2 separate regions of the Sus scrofa genome follow, and region 2 is linked to region 1. The links are chromatin contacts, called in public HiChIP or PLAC-seq maps. All regions are on one chromosome and are shown on one strand. Each heading gives the region's core, a stretch centred on a gene start, on an enhancer-like site or on the middle of the called end of the contact. The rest is flanking DNA. Distances are from core to core; before and after follow the strand shown. Region 1 holds the start of SEC24B (protein transport protein Sec24B). Region 2 holds the start of HADH (hydroxyacyl-CoA dehydrogenase).

What was found. HiChIP or PLAC-seq counts read pairs in DNA pulled down with a chosen protein or histone mark.
Region 2: an H3K27ac HiChIP or PLAC-seq map of skeletal muscle shows a contact between it and region 1, with 2.8 times the contacts expected there. The contact joins the promoter of HADH here to the promoter of SEC24B in region 1. A contact is called at or near these places in 2 of 2 datasets of contacts at active chromatin or transcription factors (alveolar macrophages and skeletal muscle).

What each region holds. Positions count from the first base shown.
Region 1 is chr8:112,761,576-112,764,162 of Sscrofa11.1, reverse strand. It overlaps SEC24B (protein transport protein Sec24B), which reads left to right and starts at 1,293. Exons shown (of 23, transcript XM_021101681.1): 1 at 1,293-1,602. The coding sequence starts at 1,476.
Region 2 is chr8:114,004,214-114,006,800 of Sscrofa11.1, reverse strand. It overlaps HADH (hydroxyacyl-CoA dehydrogenase), which reads left to right and starts at 1,291. Exons shown (of 8, transcript NM_214331.1): 1 at 1,291-1,529. The coding sequence starts at 1,398.

The DNA of each region.
Region 1 (2,587 bases), core at 44-2,543:
CATTTAAAAACATCATTGGTTTTTAAAACCTACGAATTTAGCTTAAGGTATTTTTCACATGCAGGAACTAGTATATTTTAGCTTCTGGTTATGATAATGTAAACTATTGTTTAAGTTGCTTATCCGTGTATAAAATGAAAAGGAAAAATTAACCAGAATTATGGAAATAAGAGTAAAGACAAATTTTAAAAAGTCCAAATCCAGCTACTGAAATCCTGTTTGTAATTCATTTGGTGTATCGAACACAAAGTATCATTAATTCATGGCCACAACTAAAGTGAAGCTTTGCATTTTTCTCGGGCTATAGGGCATTTTATGCTTGGCATAATCATTCAGTAATTAGCCTTGTCACTCCAGAAATATCTTGCTGGAACCCATTCGGAATTTGCTGTTTTTGAACAATTTCATTTCTAATACAGAATGATTGTGGCACACTCGGGATTCCGAACGATGGCAAAATGACTTGAGTGATGAACTCCAGGGCTTGCTTGCCACTTAGCATGCTGGGACAGACCGGAGATTCAAAGATTTCATCAAGGTAGACAAAGCAAGCTGAATTCCTGCTTCGGATGCTACAGCTCCTCTTTTCAATCCTAACAGGATGAGCCAACCCCTTGCAAAAAATCATGAGGCAGATAAAGTTTGCCCTTCAGTTTCTCTTACTCTAGTACCCCCTTTCCCGGTTTAAGTCAGTGATTTTAAGTAAATTCCTCTTCCTTTGCCCGGGATTGTAATTCCCCACGGACGAGAAGCTGGAATGCCTATTTCCTTTGGAATTTAACCTTAAGGGAGAAAAAGGAAATTAAAAAAAAAAAAAAAGAAAAACCCTCAGGATTAAAATAAGTACAAAGCCAAACCCAGGGTTCCTCTTCCGAGGAATGGTGAGTGGGGTCAGTCCAGCCCGGCGTTGCCCGGGGCTCCGGATGTCACCCCGCAGCTCCCAAACCCCTCTCCCGGCACTGCCCCATCCCGGCCCGCAGCGCTCCAGCCTCCACCCCACGTGAAAGTGGGCCCAGAGCCCCTACTATCCGGATCCATCCCTCTCGCCGGGAGGCCTCAGCAGCTCCGCCGGGCCCGGAGGTTGTAGGGCTGGCCGGCAGGCCGCCGCCCCGGGCCCTGCCTCCGGCCTGGGCGCGCCGGGCTCCGCCTGCAGGGGGCGCTGCGGCGCTCGCCGCCCGCGCTTGCGGTGAGCGACCCGGGGTGGGAGTCCCGCGGTTCCCGGCTCGGGGCGGCGGCAGGGCAGGGCAGGGCAGAGCAGGGCAGGACAGGGCAGGGCCGGGCGGAGCGGACCGGGGTCCCGGCACCCGCGGCGGCGAGCTGAGCTCCGGGGTGGAGCGCGGCACTCCCGCCGCGGTCCCGGGTGACTCCCTCGGTGACGCCGCGCGCGTTCCTTCCTCTTCCTCTCCGGCCCCGCCTTCCTTTCCCTCCGCCCACCTCCCCGAAGCAGAGCCGCGGCCGCCGCCAGTAGCGCCGTCATGTCGGCTCCTGCCGGGTCTCCTCATCCGGCCGCCAGCGCCCGGATCCCTCCCAAGCTTGGCGGAGCCGCCGCCCCAGGAGCCGCCGCGCCCGCGGTCCCGGGCTTGGGGCCGCACCAGCAGAACGGTGAGGCGGGCAGCCGGGGCGGAGCGCGGGGCCTAGTGCCGGCCCGGCAGCCTGCGCGGCCCGACCGGGCGGGGCGGTGGCGGGGCTGGTGGGAAGGGGGGCTGTAAGGGTCGGGGGAGGGGGGCTGCAGGGTTCGGGCGTGGGGGGAGGGGCGCCCCGGCGGGGGTTCAGACCTGGGGAATCGGGGCCCTGGGCTGTTACGGTAGTGTGACCCCAGGCACGAAACCGCCCGGATAAGTAGGGGCCCTAGAAAAGGGGGAGCCCAGATACCCTGTGAAATCCGTGTTATGCAGCTTGGGCGCAGGAGAGTTACCCCCAAGCGACCCCTTCTCCGAGAGACCCGGCCTTGCCGAGGCCGCAGAGTGCGTGGTCCGGAGAAGGCTGGTGTAGCCATGGAGCAGGGTGGTTGGTGCCCTTCTTGTCTCGGGAAGACTGCACCGATTCTGAGGCCCAGCGAGCACGCTGCCTGGAAGGGAACTTAACTTAGTGTTCAAGTTTGTAGACAAAGGGTGTTAATGTGCAACGTAAGTGTAACCGTAACCCTGACCTAGTTTGGCCTCAAGATCTGTCCAATGCTGCTGCGGCGGCTGCTCAAATGTTTGGAGTTTGTCGTGTTTGAAGGAGGCAGGTGTCAAACGGATTTAAACGAATACTTTTAGATCTGGCAGGTTCCCCACTCCACCCCACCCCCAGCTGCACTTTCATAAATCCAAAAAACGTGACAGAGTTGGTCCTGTTTGAGGCAGGGCCTTCCCAACGGCAGCAGCCAGTGCAACGGGAAAGCTGCTTTGGTGCTAAGGTCATGGGCTTTTGGTATGCAGGAGTTTCAGCTGAAAAATGATCAGCTCTAGGATATCCATTCCCTAATCTTGAGATTTGGAATGTTCCTGGATGCGGCCGGGGAGGTGGGGAGGGCTCTCTTTATAGACGATAGTGTTTCAGAGGAGAACTGTGGAAAGTAATTGAATAATGACTGCGTTTGTAA
Region 2 (2,587 bases), core at 42-2,541, 1.2 Mb before region 1:
GATTGCAGTGGCTTGGGTTGCTGCAGAGGTGCACCTCTGATCCTCTCTGTGTACTGGGTTAAAGGATCCGGCTTCACCACAGCTGGAGCTGCAGCAGGGATTCCATCACTAGCCAGGGAACTTCCATATGCCCCAGGTACCACCATAAAAGAAAGAAAGGGAAAAAAAAGAGATCAAAGCAAAGGAATGGTGAACATAGTATTTACTATGAAAGTTACTTCCAACAGGAGGATGCTGACTTTGGATGGTGAGTCTGTGGGTCCTTATTACATATTCAAAAATAATATAAAAATAATACAAATTCTGTGTTACTAGGTGTTCCCACTGTGGCTCAGCAGGTTAAGAATCTGAATAGTATCCACAAGGATGTGGTTTGATCCCTGGCCTCCCTCAGTGAATTAGGGATCTGGCATTGCACAAGCTGCGAAGTAGGTCGCAGATGCAGCTCAGATCCTCTTGCTGTGCCTGAGGTGCAGGCCAGGACCTGCAGCTCTGATTTGACCGGCAGCCCAAGAACTTCCATATTCCGCAGGTGCGGCCCTAAAACAATAAATAAATTAATTAAAAAATTCTTCATTATTAAAGTACAGTAACTAGGAATTATTCACAGGAGGGGGACTACTGGCCTAATTACTATCAAGTCTTCCAGTACTTTGAAAGACTTTCCTTTCCATTTTTATCTCCACAGAGGTTTCTCTTTGATCTTACCATTCACACATTCAGGACTTGTAAAGTGGAAATGGGCAATATCAACTCTCTTTCTCTGACCCCGATCTCTGCATTGGAATTCATGGGTTACTAGACATTTGCTTTGCGTCCGAGCAGTTCGTTTCCTTCCGTTTTATCAGGAACAATGTACACAAGGCCGAAATAATTCCTAGATTTGGTTATTTGATGACGTGAACTGAAGGTGCTCATTTGGGAGTCTCTTATCATCAAAACCGAAATAACACGTATTTATTCAGGGTCGAGTTATGCACTAGCATCCTAAGCGAGGATTTAACAAAACAACACCGCATCCTCCCCCTTATAAGGCCGCCCTCCGCTTTGGGCCTGCGCGGGGATGGGCGCGCTAACTGCCCCTCCTCTTCCCTCTGACTGCGGAGGGACAGCCCGGCCAGCGAGCTCAGCAGCGCAACGCTGTGGCCGTGCCCGCCCACTTGGGCGGAGACGCCGCGCTCCGACGTTCGAACGCGGCCCCTGGGGTCTCCACCAATGAGAAAAGCGAATCGCGAGGCTCCGCCCTGTCGTCGGAGACGCACAGCCACGCCCAGGGCGCGCGGACCTTGGGTTTCCTGGGTGTCCAAGCCCAGGGGTCGTCTTGCTACTCTTGCCTCAGCCGCCTGCGGTTACCTTCTCCGCCCGGTCTTGTTGCTGTCGCCGCCTTCGTCTGCACCATGGCTTTCGCAACCAGGCAGCTCGTGCGCTCCTTGTCCTCCTCGTCCACCGCCGCGGCCTCGGCGAAGAAAATCCTCGTCAAGCACGTGACGGTCATCGGCGGCGGGCTGATGGGCGCAGGCATTGCCCAGGTGGGCCGCCCGGCGGGCAGCGCTCTCCGCTCGCCTTGCTGCCTACGCTAACCTGAGAGCTCTGGCGGGCCGCGACCCGGCGGGGTGTAGCTCCGAGAGACCTGGAGAATTTCCCCTCCTCCCCTGTCCCCCTGCCCGTGTAGTTGAAATGCCTAGACCCGTGAGTCTGCACTCCCTCAAAGATCTGGTGTCTTTTGGCCGAGCCTCCGTTTCCGAGGGTGTGCGTCCCGAGACCTGGACTGCGATCGGGTTTAATTTTTATCGGTGGTTTTTTTTTTTTTTTTTAAATAATTCTGCAGTTATTGTCAGAGTAGTTTTCTGCTCTTCGAAATGGTCTTCTTCCGAGTGTTTCCTATGCTTGCTGGATTACAAAGGTTAATAGTAGTCAGCACTTTTGTAGCATTTTGTAAAAGTTATCTTATCGGAGCTTGTGAGGCCCTGGGACGCCACCAGCTGCTGCTGCGCGGGGCCTCTTTGACCTAATGCCCTCTGGTGCTGGGGAGAGTGGGAGCGGGAGGTAGAGGGGCCAAGGGCTCTGAAGGGGTAGCTCATTAATCTCGCTGTGGATCTTCAGGACTCTGCCCTGTTCCACCTGAGCTGTGATTCAGGGACAGTTGTGCAGTTATTATCTAGATACTGTGGTACTTGTACTTTATTGATTTTTAGCGGTTACATTCCAGGTTGTATTGGGGAACCGTGATTTTCATAGCCTAGCTGATTATCTTCTTAGCATTTCAGCCCTTGCTACTAGTATTGTTGGACAGGGGAGGCATTGATCTAGTTTTTTTGGGGGGGAAGTACCTTCAGTGGCTTCAATTTTGAAAAAGATTAATTTTTCTTAGTTCTATTTCCAACCAAGTCCTTGCTTCTGTGCTTGCTTTTTAGAAAAATCTTTTATTGTCATTATGTATCTTAATTTTTCCCACCCTGCAGGTTGTTATTTTTTTTTAAACAACTATTAATTTGGTTGCTTTTTCTCCTAAAATCTGTTTTTCATTAATGTTTTATCCTTCTGACAGGCTCCCATTTCTTTTCAGATCATGTTTTGGGACTCTTTT